Linked DNA regions of Mus musculus: region 2 is linked to region 1. Evidence: chromatin contacts called from public Hi-C data. All regions are on one chromosome and are shown on one strand. The core of a region is the stretch at or near the end of the contact, and the rest is flanking DNA. Distances in the headings are between cores, read along the strand shown. Region 1 has its middle 18 kb from the start of Gm41112. Region 2 overlaps Zmiz1os1 (a long non-coding RNA gene).

Region 1 (6,325 bases), core at 2,144-4,643:
CATGAGGATTATTTAGATAAAGTCATTCTGCAGTATCCAGTGATATATGTACTTATAAGAGATAGAGTAGGGGAAACAGAATCAGGGCGAAGACCGGCCCTAGGACATCAGAGGCTGGTGTAGGAATGCAGTGCCAGCAAGCTAGGAGGGAGATGGGTATGCAAACTATCTCATAGCCACCAGAGAGCCAAAATGCTCAATACCTTGGACTCACCCTTTGTGCCTCCTGGATGGTAGAAAGATAAATCTCTGTTATTTAACCTACATGGATTTGTGGCTCTCTGTTTCATTGACCTAAAGAAAGTAAAACAGGCGTCTGGCCCAACTTTCAAGAAAGTTGTCTTGAAGATGCAAAAGGAGGTGACTTAGGAAAGGAGCCTTGAGGTCAAGAGAGAGGCTGGGGGTAAGAAGGGAGAAAGGTAGAAGGCATTCAAGAGAAGTAAGCAACAGCTAGACTGAGAGGCTACCAACCAGGAGGAGGTAGAGAGCCACATGGGATCCAGCAGTCATTCAGGACTACTGACGGCTGACTCCACGATAGGTCTGCTCTTCAAAGACAACACTCTGCTTCCCCCCAGAAGTCTAAGTACTGTGGTCAAGGGTTTGTCTAAATAACCCAGCAGTGAGTAACCTGGCCAGCATGAGCTTGGAAAGTCTGCTCAGGAACCCATGGGCAAGAATGGATCAAGAACTAAACACAGGAGCTCAGAATGCCCGTGTGGCAGCAGTATCAGACTAGGATTGTAGGAGCTGGCCTGGACAAAGGCCACACTGGCATACAACTTAGGGGGTGTAAGGGGATGTTATCAACAGAGCTTCAGCTTCCTGTTGCATGAGCAAGAGACCCTAGGAGGCTGCCCAGGTAAGGGTATATAAGTGGTGGTACAGTTCTACTGGCTACATAATGGGGGGGGGGTCTTAAGTCTATAATGAGTTTGGTTTGGGGACACATCGCATCCTCATGGGACTGCTGAGAACTGACTAAAGCAAGTATGTGGCCTGCACAGGACCCAGCCAGAGGGTGCTCAGTATAGGCTGGACCCCAAACACCATCTGTCCGACCATATTATGCCACATTCTGCAGCAAGAAAATCATGCCCCAGCCCTCATCAGCATCCACGTAGTCCCAGGGAAATCAATCGGTCTGGCTCCAGCTGTCGAAACTAGAAGCAGAAAGGAACCTTGGACAAATAGTCCTCAGCTCAGCACATTTCTCCATCTGGGAAGAAAAGCAGGTGGATGGGGAGGGGAACCAGGCCATCAGAAGGTTATGAGGCCATAAATAAGAGATTTGTGGTAAATAAGCTGGTGAACACATCCGCTGGCTGCTCTTTTTATCACTCACCTAGAGAGCAGAATTCCCCCGCATCTTTTCTGCAGGCCAATAAATATCCTTCAAGGAGCCCCATATTTACATAGCAAGCAAGGAGGGAGGGAGGGCACTGCTGTTACCCAGGTTCCATGTCAAGAAGGAACAATATATGATCCTAAAGAGAATGGCTTTGCAGGGGATCAATGCAAATGCAGTTTCTTTTCCCAGGGTGATGCTCCTGGGCAGAGTTCAGCCCAAGTTCAAGGATTGCACTCAGGAGCACCGGATGCTGGATGCCATGCAGGTGAGTCTCTCCCCTAGGATGGGTTCCCAGCATGAGCTACTGGTTCTGACACTCTGCATGCTGGCCACTACCACCCAATACCACCCCTACACACACACACACACACACACACACTCATGCACACACACACACACACACACACACACACACTCACACAGACACACACACTCACACACATGCACATTGCACACACATGCACATATACACAGGCACACCCAAGCATGCACAGGCATACACACACACAGACATGTACAAACACAGGCACAGGCACATGCACACACACACACAAGCATGCATACATACACACACATACACATGCACACACACACACACACACACACACACACACACACACACACGACATAGAGGATACATAAGGGATCCCAAATTCAACCACCAGGTGTCATTGTACAAAAGGATTCTCTGGTGTGTGTCAGGCACAGAGGGTAAATAGAGGCAAGGGCAGATAGACTGCACAAGGAGCAGAAACGGCAGCAACTTCACCTGGAGCACAGAAGGCAGCCAGCGGAGCTGACACGTATCCGGGACTTCCGCTGGGCTTAGAAGATGAGTGAGTATCAAATGGAGGAGAACAGATAGTACAGCCTTGCTCACAGACTCCAGGTCAGGCCATGTGATCCCGGCATGGGAGGAGGTGGGCGAGCATCTTCCAGAGCACAGTGGGAAGGAGGCCCAGATGGCTTTGTGGGATGTGGCCCCATGTCTCCTTCAGCCCCCAGGGACTCTGTCCTTCGGGTAACAGGACTACTTGAGGGTTTGAGGCAGGATGGTGGTGTCCCAGTGGACTCAGATTTCTGGGAAAAGCAGTCAACTATTTCCCTCATGACAATGAAGGTCATCTGAGAACAACGCCTATCTCAAGTAAGTCAGCTGGACATACCTCTCCCGCATCTTCCCACCTTCGGAATGAGCCAGGAGTGGGGCCCTACAGGCAGGCCCGTGCTGCTCATCCTGAAAAGGAAGGAAGACATAGAGGGATGGCCTGTAGGTAGTTTACCCAAGGTCACCCAGATGCCAGGCGGCTGAGCTAAGATTCCAACCTGAGTACAGTAGAGCCTGCTGTCTATGGCTTCCCTTGTCTTGACAAGTAAACTTGCGGTTGGCCAATCACAATCTGAAAATGCTAAATAAAAAAAATTACAGAAAGAGACTGCACACAGGCTTTTTAATGTATTCTGTGCCATTCGGAGTAGCATGATGAAATCTTATATTGCCCGACTCTGCTTTGCCCAGTTATGAATCATTCCTACAGCCGGTGAATACATGTTACATCCACTATCCACCCATTAGTCATTTCATGGTCTTCTTAGTTCTCAGGTCAATTGCCATATGAGGGCTTGTGCTTAAATGCCGCATTAAAAAAATAGTTTGAGAGGGAGCAAAAGAGAGGCAGCTCACTCACATAACTCGCTACAATATATTGTTACAACTGCTCCGTTTTGTTACCAGTTGTTGTGCCTCATCTTTCATGGTGCCTAATTTATAAATTAACCACTGTTGAAGGCACTACACGTAGAGAAAACAAATCATGCCCTGGGCTGTGCCTGATCCGTGCTCTGAAGCAGGGAGAGACTTGAAGCCTGTTCCCAGCAGATGGGGTGTAGGAAGGGCACTCCTGGATTCGGCTTATTGAAGATTCCAACATGATGCAGCTTGGAAAGAGGCAGAGAAATCACGGGCACCGAGACAGCAGAGGGAGCAGGGAGGAGCACAGTTGTCTTGTCCTCCACCCTGCCCCACTGTGGGTGTGATTTATGGCCCTAAGTGTCATCATATAGGATGCAACATCCTTTAAACACCAAGAGCACATGCTTTGAACACACACACACATTTGCATTTGACCACAATACATTGTTGTGCTTTATAAAGAATGAGGAAAACTGCTTTCTGAACATCTGGTGGGGTTCTCCCCCCAAGCCCAGATGTGGTAGATTATAAAGACAAGGCTCTGTATGCCAGCAACAATTTCCCAGTGATACTCCAGCCAGCACATGCTATTCCTCTTTAGACTCCTAAGTCCTTAGCCTCCGGGTCTCTAGGACACTGGTCTGGGTCATCATGTCTAATTGCATTCTGGGTCTCAGCTGGTAGAGGGTGAGCTGCTGCCCCCACTTGCTCTTAAGTGCTCAGTGGGGCTGGCAGGAGAGGGAACAGTGGTATGCGAGGTGGGTGATTTTACAATTGGCTGGACTCTGTGACAAACACCATCCTGCATTTCTTGGTGAGCAGTGTCCCTAAGCACTCTTGCTGTGATCTTGGGTGGGGTAGACTATTGGCTTGCTTGTCCCTTAGAAAAACTCTCATGGACACCAGTACAAGCACCAGCACTAAGAGGCCCAGTCCCCTGTCACCCCGTCACCACCCCACATCCTGCTCTGCTCAGTCCTGGTGGTTTGGGGAACTCAGACAGGGCCATGTGGTGCAGATGTACACACTTCAAGTTCAAAGGTAAGGAAGGATGTCTCATTTTGTCCCTCCATCCGCTCCTTTCTACCTTAGAGGAAAAGCCACATGCTGCATAGAGAAAATGTGGGCTCCTCAGTGTTGGTAGAGGAGATGTAAGCTCCTCATCTCACAACTGCCAGAGCCCCTGAGACAAGAACACCCAGGAGATGACATGGGGATAGGATGGAGGTCACACTAAGAGATCAGCTAACCTCGTTCCCAGCTGCAAGCTTCTCTCTGGGTGATCCAAGGTGGCCGGACATGTTTGTATCTACCTGAATAACCCAAAGAGAGGTGGCCATGGAGCAACTGAGCAGATCTAGAATGGACGGGCTGTGGATGCTGGAGAAGGGCTGGCCATTTGAACCTCAATTCTACGATCACTTTGGGACGTAGCCCATGTCATACGCATGACCGGAGACTAGAACCTATTGTCCTCACACAGCGATTATGTTACTCCATATGTGTGGGTATTTGGAAAGCTGTGAGGTAGGTTATAATAATTAAGAAGAAATGGTACCTGCATGAATAGGGACAAACTCTCCACACTGTAATAGCTTGCACGCATCCCTTCCACAGGAACAGAAGCTGGGCAGCACTTGTGTCTGTCTCTTTGTTGTTGCTATACCAAAATACCGGAGACTGGGTTATTTCTAAATGATAGAGGTTCGAGTAGAGCCTTCATGGTTCTGGTGGCTGGAAGTCTAAGATTAGGTGGCAGCAAGTGACAAGGGCCTCATCGTAAACACGAAGTTGACAGGTAGCACGTGCCGAAGGGACACAACAGGAGAGATGCCTCGGCTTACAGCAACCTGCTCTCTCGAGTAACTAATCCACTTCGGCAAGCATTAAGCCACTGGCAGAATGGCCTTACTCTTGCTGCAAATGATACATACTTAATCTTGTCTTCAAGGCCTCATCTTCCAGTGCTGCCACATGGCAACCAAATTCCATGGGCGTTTAGGAAGGGCAAAACTATTTTCAAGATGTCTCAGCTCCAGCCAGACACAGGCTCTAGGATGGGTGAAGAGAGCAGGTTGCCACCCATCCATTATTGCTGGGCAATTTTCAGAGTACGATTCTATTCCCAGGCTTCATCTGTTCCTCCCAGAAGTTCTTGGGTGCTAAGGTAGGGCCCAACTGTACCTGTCTCACCATCTGTCCCTTGACTGCTCCCCCTGACCTTGCACATCCTCAGGGTCATTAAGCCACCTCACTGGTCCTTGGTGTCAGGAAGTCTGGAGGAGGGAGGATTTGCTCTTTTTTGTTTTTCAATTATCCCAAGGTCTGGGGCTAGTATTCTTTTTTTCCTTACACCTTCATTTTCTTATCCTGTTAGTGTGCAATATTCATGCCCTGAGCAGCATATGGATGTGGCTTTAGACTCAAAAGAATCTGCCTAAGGGGACTGTGGGAATGACTCCATCAGTAAAGTGCCTGCTGGTCAAGCATGAGGATCTGAGTTCAAATCCAGCACCCACATAAAAACCTGGGCATGGAAGGAGTGCGAGGGAAACAGAGACAGACAGGACCCTATAGCTCGCTGGCTCTAGCTCGCTGGCTATTGCTCGCTGGCTATAGCTCACTGACTTGCCAGCCTAGCTGAACTGTTGGACACCTGCTTCAGTGCGAGATCATGTCTCAAAAACTATGGCAGACAGTGATCCCAGAAAACATCTGATATTGACTTCTGGTCTCTACACACATGCACACAACATGTGCACACTCCTCTGTATGCACATGTGCACATCCCTCCCTCCCCACCACATAGATGTCTAGGTATGAACATGGCTTACAGGTTTGAAACCAACCCACCCGTGTTCCATCCTTTCCTCACACAGCCCCTGAGCTGGAGCACTAGAGGTCGTTTAACTTGGTTCCCAGATCCAACTCATGCCTCATAAAATACCAACTAACATGATAGATAAAGTAGAATTTCCCATCGAGTCCAATGTGAGTTGATAGATAGTTAGATGAATAACTTTGGTCATCTAGCTCAGGGCTTGACACCAAACTCTGCCAGAAACCGAGGCTAAAAATCAACCTTCTTGGGTTCAAAAGGCACAGCAGCCCCTTAGCAGAGCTAGGACTCCCAACAGCCCCTCAGCAGAGCTAGGACCCCCAGAAGCAGCAAGAGGAGTGGTCTCTGGTTTTCAGAAACAAAGCTGGACTTCATTTTCTGGAGCAGAGTCCAAGCATTCCGCATGGAGCAGCCACAATGCCTGCCTGAGACAGACTTCCCT
Region 2 (6,325 bases), core at 1,986-4,485, 310 kb after region 1:
TCCCAGCCTCAGCCAGGCCGCTCCTGCTAATGTTTTCCTCTAGAAGCATTCCTAGCTTAGGGAAGGGTCTCAGCACTGTGACTTCCCCCATTGCAGCCTGGCCACACCCTTCCTTCCTGGCCAGGCCATTGGGAACTCTGGCTTGGGTTGAGGTGGTCTGCTGGGACATGTGTTGGGCTAAATAGACAGTGCTGGGGTGGTTTCTTCACTTGGGAACAGGAAGTGGGCATTGAGTATCTGAAGTCATTGGGCTAGATGGGGTGAGAAAGAAAGTCCTTTGGAATAATACATATCCAGTGTACAACCCAGTCCTCCCTCTGTAGGGAGTGAGGATGGGGGACAGGAAAGAGTCCTCAAATCAAGGAGGAGTTTTAAGAAAAAATCTTCCCGAGACTGAAGAGCCCTTCTGCAGGGGAGGAGAGGCGAGCTCCTGCCAAGCCTTGGCCCCTCCTTTGTATACTGTCACCCAAGGCCAGGAGGAAGTCAGCAAACAGAGCCCTTCAGGTCAGCCTGCTCCTGGCGGGGAGAAGGGGGGGGTTCTTGGGGAGGGGGATGCTTATCCTCTGGACTTGCTCTTGTTGAGAGGGTTCTGATCTAACTAACCTCTTACAGATCCAACCTTCAGTGCTTCAGACCTGTACCTTCCCGAGGCAGGAGGCAGACGTGATGTGTCGCAAATGTGGAGGGAAACGGTGGGTAGGGATGATGGCACAGTGTGGGATGAGGGATAAAGGAAGACTGGGGAGGAACAGCTTCTGCCGTGGACCACAAAAGGTGCTTGGAGAAAAGTGGGGAGGGCTCCTCAGCACAGAGAAGCCTCTGAAGAGAGCCCATGGAATCCTGAGCCCTGGGTATGTGTCTTCACAGCCAAGACATGGTCACAGTGAACCCGGGAGTTTAGCAAATGTTTATAAAACCTTTCCATATGCAGTTAATGATCCTGATTAGGACCTGAGAAAGCGGTCATTTGTGTCCCGTCCCAGCTTTAAGGGGCGTTTTATTATTACACACCATTCCACAAGTTAATGAGAGAAGCTGTAGTCCATTTGTTGGCAAGGACTAATGCTCGCCCGGGGAGACCAGCAGTGGGGCCTTTGTCCTGTGCCTCGGAGTCTAATTTCCTTGCTCCACCTGTCTGCCCTGCTGCCCCCACCCTCCCACCACCAGATGCCACTATGAAAGATGTCACCTTGAGGGTATCATGACCCCAGATCACTGTGCCTGGGGCCTTAGTCAGACCAGACTGGGCTGTCTGCTCTCCAGAGGCTGGTGAGATCCTGGGTCTAGGAAGCTTTGAGAGCTGGATGCCTGGGCTCCTGTTGTGAATCTGGATTCTTCGGCAGGGCCCAGTTGGTCTGCAGAAGCATCTTTGGAAGCCTGCATGCCAGTCTTGTCTCTGCCCCAGTCACGTGACCTTGGACATGTGGCATCAGTTTTGGTCAGCATCCCCATTTATGCAATAGGTATAATCACTTCTCCCTCCAGGTGAGTTCTATGCACACAACAAGCACCGCCTGTGAGCAAGTGTGTGTTGTCAGGACACACACAAAACACTTCCCCTTCGAGGACTGAGGCGCGTGGAGTTTAGACAAGGAAACCTCAGATACTTGTGGGAACCCGGCAATGAGGCTGGACAGGGCACAGTCACGCAAGCGTGAGCTTATCCAAAACACTGCTCATCTATGTGCCTGGATGGCTTGTTTCATTTTATGTGAACCTAACCTAGATTAGCTGCATATGTATCAAAAGATGGCCTAGTCGGCCATCACTGCAAAGAGAGGCCCATTGGACTTGCAAACTTTATATGCCCCAGTACAGGGGAACGCCAGGGCCAAAAAAATGGGAATGGGTGGGTAGGGAAGTGGGGGGGAGGGTATGGGGGACTTTTGGGATAGCATTGGAAATGTAATTGAGGAAAATATGTAATAAAAATATTTAAAAAATATCAGGGAGAAGATTTCATGGATAAAGCATTTCCTGTGTAAGTTTGAGGACCTGCATTTGGCACCCCAGCACCCACATAAAAACCTGGCATGCATAGTGACCTACCTATGATCCCCAGGGCTCTAGATACAGGACAGACTAGCAGGAGCAGACTGAACAGCTCGACTGTCAGGATGAAAAGGCCCAGGTTCAGTGAGCATGCACACCCCATACCTGCACACAGGTGCACCCACACGTGCATGCCGACAAATCATGTACATACAAAAAAAACTTAACTAAATCCTTTTTTTAAAAAAAAAATCAAGTTCTTTTCTACTGTGGATGTGACTGCTTCCCTCCCTCTGAGCCTGCGTCAACGCCATCCCCCCTGCCTGCCCACTGGCCCCATTTCAGGGTCCATCTTAAAAAGCACGTCTCCTCCACAGCAATGCTAACATACCTCCAGAGGAAGCCTAAGTTTGCTGTTCCCTCTCACCAGGAAGAGACAATATACAGACTGTTCAGTGTTTGTTTGCCTGCACTGTCACTAAATAATAAACTGACTAATGGCAGGGCTGAGCTACAGCAGGGCACACCGTAGGTACTTGCTATTTACTCACTGAAGATTTCATTCTAACCCAGTCTTAGTTCGTGGGTCATAGCTACTGCAAACCTGCCCCCAGGCACACAGTCAGTCTACAGTCAGCAGAAGAGCCGGGACCAAGCCTGCCCAGCCCATGAAGAGGCCCCTACCATCCCCTGTCCTATAAGCAGCTCCCCCAAGGAAGAAGTCTAACATAACCAAGGGTCTCTCCTTCCCAACCACCAGCTAATCTGTCCTCAGCCAGTGTGTCTCTGTCCATACTTCTGCTTCCCCAGACCACTGCTGTTTGTATTGTCAAAGGCTTGTCACAAACAGCTGACAAGGGAACCTTGGCCCCAGAACCACTTAACAGAGCTTTGGCTTCTTGGATCTTTGGACTGTAAACACTTCAGCTAGAAGCTGCTCACACACAAGGCCTCAGTTTCCCTCTCCCTGAATAAGAAAATGAGCAACTATTTACTGACTGAACATAGATGTAAAAGGAAGTAGCTAAGTATTCAACTTGCTTATCTGAATCCAGTTTTGGTGTCCTGTACCTCACTCCCCTTTGTAAAGTGAGGGGCCTCCACTCTTACTTTCCAGGCCTGTGGTTGCTTGCAGTACTTAGTCCTAAGCACTGTGAGTACTTAGGAAGGTGAGCTCAGCTCTTCTCACAATCAGTGGCTTGGAGCCATGCCCACCCTTGACACAGGGGAGGACAGAAACACATGATGGATGACGTCAGCCCCTGGCTGGCACTGGCCTCCAGGATGTCATGACACCACAGACCACACACAGGGAAGGCCTTGGGCTCTGGCTGTGATATCTTCAGGCTGCAATGACCTTGGCTACATCATGAAAGCAGAAAAGGAAGAAACAGACCCAGATCAATCTGGCATTGACCCTACTTTTACCCTTCCAGCAACGCAATGGTAATTTACCTGTTTAGTTGTTCCACTTGGCTGTCTCATAGCCAGTCCAAAATCAGTGGGGTCAGGGTCAAATCACCCTTCCCACCCAACCCCACATCTGTCCTGTCCTAATGACTACCTCTCTCCATCAGATCAGAGTCTCACTTTACATGCCTGCCTCTCTCTCTCTCTCTCTCTCTCTCTCTCTCTCTCTCTCTCTCTCTCTCTCCCTCTCCCTCTCTCCCCCCTCCCCCTCCCTCTCCCTCCCCCTCCCCTCTCCCTCTCTCTGTCTCTATCTCTCTGTCTCTCTCTGTCTCTCTCTCTCTCCCTCTCTCTCCTCTCCCCGCCCCGTCCCTCCCTCCCTCCCTCCCTCCTTCTCTGACTGCCTCCATATCTTCTTCTAACAGACCCATCTTCCCACCTTAGAGACATATCTCAGGCCCCTCTCTCCACAGGGCCAAGCTGTAGCCACCTGGAATTGAACTGTACAGAGTCACCTGGCTCCCCTCCAACTTCAACTCACAATCTCCTACTTTCAATTAATTTGGAAAGTAATTGGATCCCATCAATTGTCTGTTTAAAACCCTCTGAAGTCTCCTCATCTGGTTGGAATAAAACTTGAGCCCCTTTCCTGCCTTGCAAAGCCATATGCAATCCTACTGCTGGCCCCGGGCCATCACTCTCCCTCCACTCTGAGCAAAAACAACAGCCTTGAACAAGCCAAGGTCCTTAACTTCTACACACCCTTCCCTGACCTTAGACTCAGATCTCAAGGTTCAGTGTCCCCTCCTGCAATGGTTCAAGTGTGGTTTATATGATAAAACTTTGGTCCTTGAGTGTGCTGGTATGAAGGATGGTAGGCCTTTGAGAGGTGGCATCGAGCAGGAGGGAGGGAGGTCACTGGGGCACTGCCTTGTGGTGGTATTAAGGTAACTCTCCTGGGACCTCACTTCATTCCTGTAAGAGCCAGTTCTCTTTAAAGAACCAGTCCCACTAAAAATAGCTGGCTTCCCGATTTGTCTCATCACTCACACACCCGCCATGATGCCATCTGTGCTGTGATATGGTAAGGGCTCCCTCCAGAGACATCACCAGATTCAGAATTCCAGCCTCTGAAACGAAGCTAAATAAATCTCTCTGTTACTCAGCCTCTGGTGTTTTGTTACAGGAACGGAATGCCTTCTAGGCTATCTCCTTGGAGACACTCTCTGACCACCTTACCTATGAGTCCGTAACCTATCCAGCTCCTTACACAGCCTTCTAAGAGACTGTTTGTCATCTGATGTTCTTTCTCACATCCCTTAATACTAAGAACAAGAAGTGTCTCCTGGTGACTCTGCTTTGTCCAGACACAAGTACAGAGTCCAGCACATAATAGGTGTCCAGGAAATATCTGCTGGCTTTATGGAAGGAGGAGGAAGAGGAAGAGGATGAGGAGGAGGAGGAGGAGGAGGAGGAGGAGGAGGTGTCATGGGTGAATGAGACAGAGTTTCAAGGGCCTGCATTGAGTGTGAAGTTTCACCTACCAAAGGAGACGGGATGCCTTGGGTAGATACTTCCTGAGCAAGGCAGTAGGGACAAATGGCTTTCCACCTCCAGCCTCCATTGTCCTGTTCTTCTACCAAGAATGGTCTGCTCTCCTTTCCCCTCCCCCAACCCTTTTCCTCCTATGTATGCACACAGATCCTCATTCATACCACCAGGTTGACCCTTCATCTGTCTGTTAATGTGATGTTCTTTAAGAGCTAGGACCAAGTCTCTATCACTCCCAGATACCCACCTTAGAGCCCTGAGGTTTGGCCATTGCAGGCATCACAAAACATTACCCAGGATCCATGCAGCCAACCCTCAAAGACCCTGCCTGACATGGCAGAACGTTATACACAGATGAACATTCTGCCATTAAAGAACTGCTGACCCAAAGGAAGAGACAGAAGATCCTATGTAAAAGCACACAATTGTACTTTTATACAAATAGATGTCATAGTTAGGGTTGTTATCGCTATGATGAAACACCACAGCCAAAGCAACTTGGGGGGAGGAAAGGGCTTATTTAGCTCATACTTCCATATCATTGTTCATCATTGAAGGAAGCAAAGACAGGAACTCAGACTGGGCAGGAACCTGAAGGCAAGAGCTAATGCAGAGGCCATGAAGGGGTGCTGCTTGCTGGCTTGCTCTACATGGCTTACTCGGCCTACTTTCGTATAGAACTCAGAACTATTATCCTAAAAATGGCACCACCTATAATGATTTGGGCACTCCCTCATCTATCACTAAGAAAACTCCCTACAGGGAGGGGATAGAGAAATGGTTTAGTGATTAAGAGCATTGACTGTTCTTCCAGAGATCCTGAGTTCAATTCCCAGCACCCACATGATGGCTCACAACCATCTGTAATGGGATTTGATGCCTTTTAGTGTCTGTGAAAACAGAGCACTCATATACATAAAATAAATAAATGAATATTTTTTTAAAATTCCCTACAGGTCTACCTACAGCCGGATCTTACTGAGTCATTTTCTTAATTTAGATTCCCTCCTCTCTGATGATTCTAGCTTGTATCAAGTTGACACAAAACCAGCCAGTGAAATAGACATAAAAAATACAATGGAATTATAAGAATGAATGAAAACAAACCAAGTTGTGAAATGACAGATGCAGCAGGAAAAGCAATTATATGAAAGTTTAAAACCTGAAGAAATCTCTTTGTTGCTTGTGAACACAGATACACATGATTTAAAAACATGAAGACATGTATGGAAATGAGACACACCATCTCCCAGGAAGAAGACAAGGGGTTGTAACTATAGAGCCAACACATGGGACCATAAAACTGTTTTTAAAAAGGAAAATTTCAAGTGCAGATGATATAATATTAATAAAAGATATAGATCAGTGGGTGGTC

What was found. Hi-C and Micro-C count contacts between places; a contact is called where the count stands out from the background.
Region 2: a Hi-C map of uterus shows a contact between it and region 1, with 4 times the contacts expected there. The contact joins two enhancer-like sites. A contact is called at or near these places in 3 of 484 Hi-C or Micro-C datasets (hematopoietic stem and progenitor cells and uterus) and 1 of 9 other capture datasets (embryonic stem cells).

What each region holds. Positions count from the first base shown.
Region 1 is chr14:25,029,073-25,035,397 of GRCm38.p6, forward strand. No RefSeq gene overlaps it. Among named protein-coding and RNA genes, the nearest start is that of Gm41112, 18 kb to the right of the region's middle. Within about 2 kb of position 3,394, at least 60 of the 459 cell types and tissues checked have an H3K27ac peak or open chromatin away from gene starts, as enhancers often do. A contact at or near this core is called in uterus, where this site is marked.
Region 2 is chr14:25,342,941-25,349,265 of GRCm38.p6, forward strand. The region is part of intron 1 of Zmiz1os1 (a long non-coding RNA gene); the gene reads right to left. Among named protein-coding and RNA genes, the nearest start is that of Gm41113, 33 kb to the right of the region's middle. Within about 2 kb of position 3,236, at least 65 of the 459 cell types and tissues checked have an H3K27ac peak or open chromatin away from gene starts, as enhancers often do. A contact at or near this core is called in uterus, where this site is marked.